Linked DNA regions of Rattus norvegicus: region 1 is linked to region 2. Evidence: chromatin contacts called from public Hi-C data. All regions are on one chromosome and are shown on one strand. The core of a region is the stretch at or near the end of the contact, and the rest is flanking DNA. Distances in the headings are between cores, read along the strand shown.

Region 1 (6,057 bases), core at 3,499-5,998, 33 kb after region 2:
GTTCTGAACCGTGGGTGAAAATCCCCACGTGATTCAGGTAATCTCTGTACTCTCCTGAAACAAACCTAATCTAATAATACCTATCTTTAAGAAGTAGCTTGTCTAACTAGGATTTCAACCCAAAATCCCCGTGGAGCCCACGTTAGAAGGAATATGAGTATCCTGAAAGACTTTCTGAATAACTTTCTTTTAAAAGCATTAATCTCTGGAGTATATTTTGAAAAATACTATGTAAACCTTTAGATTGGATTCTGTTGGTGTTGGCGGTTGTTTGGTTTTTTGTTTGTTTGTTTTGTTTGTTTAGGATGGTTTCTGTCTGTAGCCTTGGCTGACCAAAACCACACTGCAGTCTAAGCTGGCCTGGAACTCAGCGTCACCAAGGGCTGGGATTACGGTGGGCAATCCCACCATACTGCTCATACTGTAAGCCACTGCATTATACAATTATAGCTACACATAGGTATGAGTGTACAGCTATGTAGTTAGGATGTGTTTGAAAACTTAAAGACTTTACAATTTCACTGTAAAGGAGACTGGCTCCTAGAGCTGCCGTGTGATGTCCATTTAGACTATATTTAGCCTCGTGGGTAAGGACTGTTCTTTTCAGAATGACAGCATCAGGGAGCTCTTGGGAGAGTCAGGAAATCATTTTAAGCAATTTATGTGCTCCAAAGACTGGCAAGAAGGAATCCTCTCAGGGCTAGCTTATTAAGAAGAGTGAGGACTTCTGTTTACTTAAAATACTTCATTATTCCTCACTCCCCTCAGTAGATCCCCTCAGTAGACCTGCTCTCTGCAGACACTACTTTAGCTAGCATCTTTACTCATAAACAGTATTAGAGCACGGGAAGATGCAGAAACAGCAGTGGGGGATGGGGACAGAGCTTCCTCCAGTACCAGACCCAGGATTTGTGTTCGTCCCCTCATCCAGTCATGCACTTGGTCACCAACAAGAGCTCCCCAGACCCTGGCACGGCACCAGGCTGGTGTGACATGTTCTGAAGGGTGAGGGCTGAGCAGAATAAAGATCCCAGAGGAGGCTCCTACCCTCATCCAAGAGACCAGGAAAAGTATGGAATGAGTGTTCATGTAGAAGCCTGGAGGCTGAGCAGGAGCTGTTGAGGAAGGAGAGGACTTGGCCAGTAGCCTGTGTGGGGATGCTGTATGCCAAAGCCCTAGGCCGGAGAGCAAGGCATTTCTCCTGGCCCAGCGTGAGCTACTAGAGATTTAAAGGTGAGCTGGGCATTTGAGTGACATGGTCATAGATCTGCCTTCTTAGAGTTCATCTAAGGCTGTGAGGAGTAACTTGCCACAGTCATCTGGTTTGAATAGGCTTGGCCCCCATAGATTCCTGTGTTTCAATGCTTGGCTGCAGGGAGTGGCTTTATTAGGAGGTCTGGCCTGTTGGAATAGGTGTGGCCTTGATGAGTGTGTCAGAATGTAGGCGGGCCTTGAGGCCTTCTATGCTCAAGCTCCATCCAGTGTGGAATTCCAGTCCCTCCTGACTGCCTTTGGATCAAGATGTAGGATTCTGGGCTCCTCTGGTACCATGACTGCCGTGCTTCCTAGCATGGTGATAGTGGACTAATCCTCTGAAACTGTAAGCCAGCTCCCAGTAAGTGTTTGCCTTAGTCATGGTGTCTCTTCACAGCAGTGAAGCCCGAGACATCATCCATCATTATTCTAATGATCGATCTTGAAGGTTTTTCAGTTGGCATATAATATTGGTGGGCATTGTGGAGTAGTTATGACTTGATGCCTGTACACTGTGCATAAGGGACACCCGGGTAATTATCTTTCATCATGCACATCACAGGACTGCACTGCCCACAGCTCTTGTCTGGAGAAAGCAAACATCAAAGGCCTACTTCTGCTTATTGAGGTGCCATCGCATTGGAGCATCCGGGCTTATCCTGCTCCTCTGTGGGGAGGAGGTCCAGAGTCCTGTTTCTCACATCCTGTTGGCCCAGCCTGCTCCAAACTATCAGTGTCCCTGTTCCCAGCACCAAACAGATCTTGATCACACCTAACCCAGCACATCCCCCTCCAACCTTTATGTCCTCCTCCTCTTCTTATGCCTCCTCCTCCTCCTCTTTTTAATAACCACCGAGTCCAACTGGTGCTGCCTGCATGCACATGGATATAGCACCGTCCACCAGGAGCCTGCATACACCAGTGGGGACATTCCTCACAGCAGCCATCAGTTGTCAGTTGTCCCCAGCTAGAGGTGGGACCTGCTGAGCTCCTCCCATGTCCCTATTGGAATGCTGACTGTCTGCCTTGTAGCAACCGAGGGTCCATGAGTGCAGTAGCCATGCCATTTTACAGCATCCCTACCGGTTCCTCAGCTCTTACATTTTATCTGCCGTGTCTTCCCCCGTGTTCCTGCAGCTGGGGGTAGCTTTGGTAGAAACCCACTTAGGTTGAATTCTTTGATGAGTTATGACTGCTTCCCACTGCAAAAGGAGCTTCTGTGACAGAGGTGAAGAGCAGCGCTACTCTACGGGTGTGAGCATATTGGGGAAGCAGCTTGACGGTGTGACTGCCTAGAAAGATGGCAACAGTAACTGTCCCTGAGACCTAAGACAAGGCTGCCCACAGTAACTGTCCCTGAGACCTAAGACAAGGCCGCCCACAGTAACTGTCCCTGAGACCTAAGACAAGGCCGCCCATGGCATTTTGACCAGGTTTTTGTATCCGTTGAGCATTAATTCTGTCTTCTGGAGCGGATCACGCAAGTCCAGTCAGAAAGTGGTTATTATTCCCATAGTATTCACACCATTGTTGCCCAGTAGGCGTCTCTGGCAGGCTCCACCCCTAGAAAAGCCTGCTAGGACTTTTGTCCCCCAGTGGCCTTAATCACCTCAAATCAAGCTTGGAGATTTTATTTAGCTTTATTATCTGCAGCAGGCTTGTGTGTCCAGTTTGGTCTCCCAGTCACTGTGTAACTGAGTACGACCTTGAACTCCTGAGCAGTGGAGATCACACACAGGGCCTTGCAGCATTCTGTCAGCTGAGGTGTATTTCCAACCCTAGCGCTGACATTTTAATCCTTCCTCAGAAGTGGGCCATGCATTTTTAAAGGTGGGATGGTGAAGTGGGCGGGCTCCAGAGTTAGACTGTGTGCTTCCGTCTCTGGGCATCGGAGGATGGAGCCTAGTGAGTGGAATGGCCATCACATCACGGTGATCTAATGTTTTTAGGATGTTGTCCTCTGGTCTCTGCATGGTTCAGAAGGGACATGCTTCAGATGCTGCCCTGCTGGAGCTCTCTAGAGATGCTAATGAGTAAAGGGAGGATCAGGAGTGCTTTAAACAGAGATGCTTTCAGAACAAATTAGTTTTTCCCCCTCTGAGTATTTTTCTACTACAAATTAAGTTAGAAAATTTCCTTCTAAGTGAACTTTACATTGAATGTTCTTAGCTGCCATCGGAAAGGAGACATTTTCTTTGTCCGTTGGCCTAGAGTCTTCCTTTTTCCTAACTTTTACTCATTTGTTGTGTGTTAGGGGTGTAGGGACATGCCACAGCATGCTTGTGGAAGTCAGGGGTGTGGGGACACACCACAGCATGCTTGTGGAAGTCAGGGGTGTGGGGACACGCCACAGCATGCTTGTGGAAGTCAGGGACACCTCGAGGCAGTTGGTTCTCTCCTAACATGTCAGTCTTAGGGCTAGAACTCAAGTTCCAGTCTTGGCAGAAGGTCTTTACCTGCTGGGCCCTTTGAAAATGGCTGTAGTGAGTATAAACCATGTTTCTGATAAACTCTGGGATGAAGATTGAGACCCTGTGCTGCTTTGGGGATGTTGACCCCCTTTATTTAATTCACGCTGGGGGCCTTTCTCCAAGTTGGGCGGAGCAAAGCCTGAGAGACTTCATCAAGCTAAGGCCTTAAGCCTGACAAGGCTGTGCGCACTCACAGATCCCTCCTCACACATGAAGAGGCTCTCCTCGGCAAGCATCTGTCAGATGGTCCAGCTGGGAATGTCTCCACCTTCCCTGGCCATCTTGGAATGGGTGGCGAGGATTTGTGTAGTGCTAGGTGAGCATTCTGGGCTCTCAGACAGTAACTGCCCGCATGCTTCCTTTAGGGATGCTGCCCCACCATGGGGGCTGGCTGAGGCCCCCATGCTAGCATGGTAGCAGCTTCCCCACACTGAGCTTGAGATGCAGGATGTGACAAACTGAACCTACAGGTAAGCTCTGTGGGGAGCATCAGCTTCCAGCTCCCACCTCATCAAATTCCTGTCGTAAATCTGTTTATTATTGTTCTTGACAGCATTGTGCAGCCAGCTTAGTAAAGGAATCATCTTCCGTTAGAAACAGAAACTTTGTTTAAGGTGCGACTTAGCTAAAATCATAAGAAAATGGCTGTCGTGTTTGAGAGACTAAAGGCTTATTGGTTGTCCTCCCCTTACTTCAGTCCGTCCGTCCTTTAAAGAACATGCGTAAAGTTCCTGTGTCTATTGCCTGCAGCTGATATAAAAATGAGCTCTCTAAATCATTTGCTTTTATTGTTTAGAAAAAAAATCAGAGAGGGACTGGAGAGGTGGCCCAGCAGTTAAGAGTCTGTATTTCTCTCTGGGCCCAGCGCTCACACATCTGCTTACCCTGCAGACAAACTGTTTACACAGAATTTAAAATAAATATTTAAAAAACAACAGGAGGAGGTACCTTGGAGTGAAACCTCCTATCCGAGTCTGTCCCTGTACTCTTTGGGTCTGGTGTTCTGCTAGCCCTGGACCACAGATGGCTCCTGCTGGCCCTCAGCTTGGCACAGAGGCAGAGTCTGCCTGCGTTCTGACTGTCAGTCCATCTTGCTGCTTGGTGCACAGCCTCCCCTGTTGAGAGCTGCAGAGGCTACAGCCGAATCTCAAGGAGCATTTGGAGCTAGCACACTGACTGAGCGGCGCCTTGTCCTTCTGAATGGGGAGTAACTGTGGGGGTGTCCATGCGGTGTGTGACACTGGCACTGTGCAGGCTCGGCTGTCTGTCCCCTACCCCCACCACACACACTTTCGATTTTATTTTTATTTTTAAATATATTTTTAATTGAAATAATCACATTGGTTTCCTTCTCCCTCCCCTTCATCCCTTTAGCTACTCCTCCCACCACCACTTCCCACACCCGCAGCACTCTCCAGTGACGGCTTCTTCTTCTGTTGTTAATGTCACATGCATATGTGTGCACAGCTATGTAAATACCACATACTTACTGGAAAAACCCTTCATTTCTTTGTCTCAGAAAAGAATACTGTCACTCTGTGCATGTCTGTTGGCCTATGCTGTTCACAGCACTCCTGTTTCTACAGTGAAGGACTTTGACCACTTTTAGCTCTCACTATTCCCGTCACTACTGTATTTTTTTTTACATAGTCTCTTGTAGTTCAGGCTGGTTTCAGACTCAGTGTAGCAGAGGGTGGCATTAAACTCCAGACCCTCTCCCTCCTGAGTGTTGGGATTCCAGGTGTAGCTGTCATCTCCCCTCCGTCTCCCTCTCCCTCCTCCTCTCCCCTCCCCTTCCCCCTCTCATTTTAGATGATACCCTGGTTCCATTGCAAACTGCTGGTCTCTTTTTGTTGTACGATGAAGATTTCAAACTGGCAAAATATATACACTCTACTCTTTGTCTTAAAATCCTTTACTCTGTTCTGTGGCTGTGCACTCCAGGCTCTTCTTGCACCTCATCTGGAGCCTGTGTGGCTTCTTGTGGAGGAGACACAGTGTTTGCAGGGTATTTCAGGAGTGCTGATGACCCACACGGCTGCTAGACATGAGCACAGCTGGGCAGGGAACATTGTTTCTCAACTTTGCAGGGGACAGAACTAGGGAACAGGGCCATTGTTAAAGACTGAATCTATACACCGAGTTTGCATGAACTCCTGCAGTTTGTATTCTGAACCAGCTTGGTGGGTAAATGCACCAGCTGCTTTTCCAAAGGACCCGGATTCAGTTCCTAGCACACACAGGGCCTCATAACCATTGTAACTCAGTTCCCTGAGCTCCAGCTCCCTCTGCTGGCCTTCTCAGTCACTGCATGCATGTGCTGCTGAGATAT
Region 2 (6,510 bases), core at 1,862-4,361:
GATTGCAGATTTATACAAAGAAAAACAAAGACACTGTTTCTATTGTTGGCTCCACCCAAAACTGTTCTGCAGGACTCAGAAACAACTAGGTTTTCTTAAGTAGAATTCTTTGTAGAATGCTGTCTTCCAGTTGTAATAGCCATTGCCATCTTAATTAGAGCAGCTCTGTGGACACTCCCTCATAGAAGAAGGGGGCAGTGATGATCATTACACCTGTACCTGAGCCACTACCCCCTACCCACTTTTTCCCAGAATTCCCTCTTTTGTATGTGATTCTGTCCGAGTTGCAGTATCTCCTGGTGCCAGGAGATGCTAAAATAACATGGATCATGGAGGCTAACTGAATGGGGGACTCCATGTGCAGTTATGGGGAAGTGACACTCTGCTGATGTGGCCACCAAGCATCCACATGGCTGAGGGGGGGATGGAGGGAAAAGCTGAGTGCTTGGCCACAGGGTTGGAGCTCTGGATACACCCTCACTCTGGAAACCCCCTACATGAACCAGTACATTTGTTTCTCCAAGGAGACTGAGTCAGAGGTCTCTGTTATTGTAACAACACCACCAAGGCAGTGCATGACGAAATAACACTTGCAGTTTCATTCATTTCTAGACTGAGGGTAGAGGCAGCACTGTGGAACGTTGGCCGTCAGAACAGTATTAAGGGTTTGTAGAGAAGAAGTGAGCCGTTTCTTCCAATTCTCCCCTTCCTTCTCTCCCTACCTCCTCACGTGCACTTGGGCAAGTCCTGTCTGGTGAAGTCAAGTGCACTGAAGGCTCTGTTTGCAGGAGAGTGTATGAGTCCCACGATGTCAAGTGTAAGGCACTGCTAGTGTTAGTAGTCTGGATTTTCCTTCCCGTTCAATGTAGTTAGTATAGTATACATCATGGCCTTTTAAACATCACTGTGACCTGCTCTTCTTGCTTATCAAAGATAGCGGTCAACCCTAATTCCCCACCCGCTAGGTGTCCTTGCGAGCCACAGCTATATAAGTGTTCTCTTGGGATTTGGGAGCCTGCTTCTGAGTCCCTTTTACTTCGAGCACTATTGAGGATTGAGCCTCCAGTGTCATAATGGGGAGCAAACTCGACTGCTGAGTGCCAGCCATCATCTAAATCCTCATCTCTCACCACTGAGCACGTTTGCCAGTGTCTGTTTATAATGCAAAAACTAGCGTTAATCGTTGCGTGTCTGATTAAATCCTGCTTTGTATGTGTCTAAGGTGTGCTGCAAGAAACTGTGAGTTTCTCCCTTTGCTTATGCTGGGGAGCTGGACAACTTCTGTATCTCACCCCAACTGTCCAAGAGTGTCCCGAAGTTTGCAGAACCCATTGTGCCCAGCCCTTGAGAGAAAACTAGCCCCAGGGATAACTTTGACCCTTCTGATTCCTTATTAACTGCACCCTCCCCCCAATACAACTTGTGTCATAAATAACTCAAAATTTATTTTTTGTCTCCCTTTCCCCAGCTATAAATGCAATAGAAGACTGTCCCCTTCCCTAGGTGGGAGAGGTACAGATGCCTCCCACTTTGACATTGTCCTCTTGGCTTGCCTCTCTTGTTGCCTGGATTGTGCAAGGACTTCAGATGGATGGGCTCCACCTGTCCAAAATCCAGGCAGTCTGAGCAAGGAAGGCCTTGGCCAGGCTGGTCAGCACTGATGCCATAGATGCTATGAAGCCAGGAGCCTCATGTGGACTTAGTGGGCTGTGCAGTCCCTAACACCTAATGGCTTGCCCATCAAAATGTATACACACATGAGTGTATTAAAGAAACCCTGGCTTCTGTGTCATTTGCTCTCTGCTGGCACAGTGGATGCATAGCTCTCAGCATCCATTCTTATCAAGGATGCCATTCAGGTCTTCTGGAAATGTCATTACAAGACACTAAAAAACTGAAGTCTGAATGTCACTGAAGGCAGTGACAGTGCTTACAACTGAGACCAAAATTAAACAGTCAATTTGTAAAGTTCTTTCAGCATAAATGACATGTTTCCTAAATTAGATGGTACCATTTCCAGGTAGACATGCATTCATTTTTTATTTTAGTATTTATTTAATATTTTGTATTCCAACTTCTTGTTAAGAATTTGTTAGCCCAGCATAGTATCTGAACGTGCAGTTACCAACCCAGGGCTGAAGCAGGAGACTGCAGTGAATTCAGGGCTGGTCAGGGATACAGGGGAAAGTCTCAGAGAATTAGCGTGATTTTACAACAGTCGTATGGAGTATTGTGCTTGAGGCATGGGCCTGCTGTCCTAGTTAGGTGGGAGGTCAGGCCGGGTGACTGAGCCCAGGCGTTCCAGGCCAGCCTGAGCAGAATAGTGCGATCCTGTAAGAAAGGAGAAAGAGAAGGCTACAGCTAGGCACTGACCACAATGGGCATTCCTCTTCAATTTCATGGCTGAACATGAGATAGGAGTTAGATGGTCTTGTAAGGAATGCTACAAGTAACAAAGCTAACATGCAGGGTGAGTTTAAATTACGGTGCACTTGTGTGGTAATTTATACGTAGCTCGCTATAATGTTGGATGTTATTTTTGGAGTAATGTCTTGATCTGAGTATGAATGGTTTTGAGCCCTTTAGCGGTTAAGTCTCTTCTAATTGAAGTGAGCGAGTTCTTAGGGAAGATAGTCCAATTTGACATTCGCACAACCTTAGTTGTCAAAGTATTGTTTAACAGCTGCTAAAGTAAAGGGGAGAAGAACATTTTTAAAACCCATAAACAGATTTCTCTTTTATGTCTAAATGGTGCATGCAGAAACCACTAGCTCACCGTCAGAAGTGAGACTCTGATTAAATTATCACCCTTGGCGTTTTGCTTACATTTGCTTATATAAAAACCACAGCTTTTCTGTTTCACTGGCTTGGAAGTATAGTCGTCAGGGTGCTGAGAACACACCTTAACAGCTTACTTCTTAGCGTTTAAATATTTAGCTACGTAGCATATGGATCCCTCTCTCTACGTGTTTCTAATGTTGGTGGTGGGCCCTAGCAAATGGTCCGGGTTCTGGAGGCCACGCCCCCGCCGCCCAACTGCTTGAGGATTGGCTGCTTTGGGCCTGGGGGAGGGGGCTGGCTGGGATCCGGACGAAGTTGGGGGTGACTGGCACTGGACTCCCAAGGGTTCTGACACGCGTGGACCAAGCCAAAGACACCTGAGTGCCCAGCCGCGCTCAGTAGCAGCGGACCAGGAGTTCTCTGACCCTGAGTCAAGCTCTCCCGCCCCTCCCAGTGCGTCCGAGGTCCATCCTATCTCGGAGGGTTGGGCATTGGGGCCTCGCGTGGGTGTCCGCAGCCTGGCGCTAGCCTGGGGGCCTATGGGGCGGGTTCCGGGGCCCAGAGGGGCTGCAGGAAGCGGAGGCAGCTCCGGACGCCTGGATCGAAGCGGGCGCAGACACCCGAAACGGCTGGGGTGGCCGCGAGCCGGCTGCTGAGTAATCCCCGGCGGCGGGTGGGGGCGGCCGGGCGCCCACGTTCCCCGCGCCGCAGCCCGGCGGCGGCTCCGCCTTCGCGTCCCTCCCCGCCCCCTGCTGGCTGCTGTGCTCGGCTCCCGGCAAGTCGGACAGGGCTCGGGGAGCGCGGGCCGCTGCAGCCGCCTCCCGCACCTCTCCTCGGCCCGCGCCGGGCCTCGTGCGCCCATGGCCGGCTCGGAGCAGCAGCGGCCGCGGCGGAGGGAGGACGGCGACCCGGACGCGGCAGCGGCGCCCCTGCAGGACGCGGAGCTGGCCCTGGCTGGCATCAACATGCTTCTCAACAACGGCTTCAGGGAGTCGGATCAGCTTTTCAAACAATACAGGTGACCCGGGCTCCCCGACTCTCTGCCCTGGCTGCGCACACCGGGTGGTCACCTCGTGACCTGCGGCAGCTCTCTTCCCTGCTCTCCTTCGCTTCCCAAGGCTTTATCTGCAGCCTTTGCCCTGAGCCTTGGCCCCATCCTCCTCCCCACCCCATCCCCCGCTGCTCTGACCCTTCCTTCCCTGCCACCGCAGTCTGGTCTCACTTTCTGCCCTCCGAGGGGTGTCCAGTGTTTTTCTGCTGCTTTCGAGCTGTCGCCTGGTCTCCCACCGCGCCTTGGCTCGGGGGACTGATGCATTAGAGGCAACAGCGAGCCTAGCACTTGCTGGGTTGGGACTCTGGCTCTCACGCTGCCCCGGCAGCCTTTGTGACCTGAGCACCCTTGCCAGGTCCTTGTGTGGCGCTCTCCTTTGTATACCCTGGTGCTTTCGTTATTTAAAGACTGAGTAGTGTAATTGTCGCTCTGTAGAGGAACTTGAAACATTTCAGTCCAAACTCTGACCACCCATCTCTGCCTCATCCTTCTACAGTCAGGATGAGTCCTGATGCCTTTCAAGAGAGCCGATTTTTTAAGAATTATCTAGTAAGAAGAAAATAGAGGAATTTTTAAAAGTACAGAAGAATGAAAGGGGAAACACGTGTGTTGCTTTAATTTTTGTTTGCATTTGAAAAATTAAGCTCAAGATCTAAGCCCTGTTGTGAAAGAAGCCCTGGGAACTCAAAGCTCCAGGTGTTCTGCTTCAGGAAGCAAGCTGGCTTACCGTGAATGTGGGCTGGCCGTCAGATGCCTAGTCGCTGTCCTCAGCATGTTTAAGGGCGGACACCGCATAGTTTCTTGAGACATAGTTTAGATTGAAATGAGAGAACCCCAGTGTAGTTGTGATGAAGTAAGAGTGTGTTAATAATGGGGAATGCTTAGACTTTAAAGAATGGTGATTTCCACCAAGCCCAGTCACTCCCGCAGAGAAGCAGGTATCTTACAACTAGGAACTTTCCATGAGATCTGGTTTACTTTTTGAGACACTGTACAGTTTGTAGCTCAGGCTAGCCTTGATCCTCCTATCTCAGCCTCCTCAAGGCTAAGATTACAGGCTTGCACTGCCACACCTTGGCCCTACAGCAGACTTACTTTTAAGTCAGCTTCTTCTTACCTTTATGGTCTGAAAATGAGGACAACTTAAGAATGTCTTATTTAACACACACACACAGAGTTTGATTTTAGCTTCATCAAAGGCTTTGATGGAAGATTTTTTAAAAGTTAACTATGGTATTGCTTGCTTATGGGCTTTAATTAATTAGTTAATTAAACTTTTTTTGAGACAGGCTGTCACTGTGCATCCTTGGCTGGCCTGGAACTCACTATACAGACCAAGTGGTGATGTTGCTGTCACACTGAAAGCAGGAAACCTAGCTGGTGATTCTCAACCTGTGGGTCACAACCCCTTTGGCAAAACTGTCTCCAAAATATTTATATTACGATTCATAGCAGTAGCAGAATTACAGTTATGAATTAGCAGTGAAAATAACTTTATGGCTGGGGGTCAGCACAGCAGGAGGAACTGTGCTAAAGGGTCACAGCGTTAGGAAGGTGGAGCAGCACTGCCCAGGTTTATGGGATGCCGAGAGGGCAGATGAAAGGCTGGTGCTCTGCATAGAGCACAGAGCATCGTGAATGGATGTTTTTCTGTAGGGAAGAAGACCAGCAGTGTTTAGCTTAGAGAATAAGGGAGGAACAAGACTGTAATGTGTGCTTGTGAAGCACACGTTCACGCACACCCCCCTCTTATGTCTTACTGCTCTTCCCCAGCCAGAGACTGACTCTAGCATCCACAGGGTCCATCACCGTGTCCTAAGTCAGACTTGGATCTCACGTATTAGAGATCTGCAGCTGGCCCGGGCCTTGTTTCCAGCATGGCTACAAGGGTGCTGTTGGGATGAGGGGGAGAAGGCAGGATGACTGACAGCATTATCCTGTCAGCTTTCCCTTGCTCCATCTGCTGTGTTGGATGGTGGAAAGACCTCGAGTTCCTCCCGCCTCCAACATGTGCTGCTCTCATCCACGTGCTGGGAGGCGCGGCTGCATAGTCGGTCAGAGACTGGCGTCCAGAGCTGGGGTTCCAGGCCTGGCCCTGCCCTTTGTGGATGCTGATGTTCCAGGTTCTCAAACACTGCTTCAATGACTATAAAACGAAATAGTGGTAACAGTACCCGTGGCACAGGGTGACTGCTTGTTAAACGTTACTAGGAGAGAGCTGGGGACAGGGATGTAGCTCGGTTGAGTTCTTGCCCACTGTGCATGAAGCCTTGGATTCAGTTCCTAGCACCACTTAACTGGGTATGGTGTGGATGCATTCAGTTCCAGCATGCTGGAGTATGCGCAGAGGGATCCATAGCAGAAGGCTTGAGGCTGGTTTGGGTTCCATAGTGAATGAGGCCATCCTGGGATACAGGAGACAGATACTGTCGGGCTGTCTGTCTGTCTGTCTGTCTCCCTGTCTCCCTCTCTTCCTCCCCCTGCCCCGGTATTGACAAGATCCAAGGTCCCAGGAACCTGACACGGCCTGTGAACACAGTGAAAGCTGTGCCAGCTCAGTGCTGATGCCCTCACCACTACTTCAGCACCAGGCAGAAGGCCCCTGCTGTGCAGATAGCTCTTATATATGTAATTTAATTACTTATGCTTTATTAACTTATTTAGTGCATGGGGGCAGG

Evidence for each region. Hi-C and Micro-C count contacts between places; a contact is called where the count stands out from the background.
Region 1: a Hi-C map of liver shows a contact between it and region 2, with 1.8 times the contacts expected there. The contact joins the enhancer-like site here to the promoter of Ttc39c in region 2.

What each region holds. Positions count from the first base shown.
Region 1 is chr18:4,108,038-4,114,094 of GRCr8, forward strand. The region is part of intron 1 of Ttc39c (tetratricopeptide repeat domain 39C); the gene reads left to right. Among named protein-coding and RNA genes, the nearest start is that of Ttc39c, 31 kb to the left of the region's middle. Within about 2 kb of position 4,749, at least 6 of the 93 cell types and tissues checked have an H3K27ac peak or open chromatin away from gene starts, as enhancers often do. A contact at or near this core is called in liver, where this site is marked.
Region 2 is chr18:4,076,833-4,083,342 of GRCr8, forward strand. It overlaps Ttc39c (tetratricopeptide repeat domain 39C), which reads left to right and starts at 3,112. Exons shown (of 14, transcript NM_001415714.1): 1 at 3,112-3,799. The coding sequence starts at 3,642. It overlaps LOC134482904 (a long non-coding RNA gene), which reads right to left and starts at 4,205. Exons shown (of 2, transcript XR_010059618.1): 1 at 4,004-4,205; 2 at 2,032-2,331.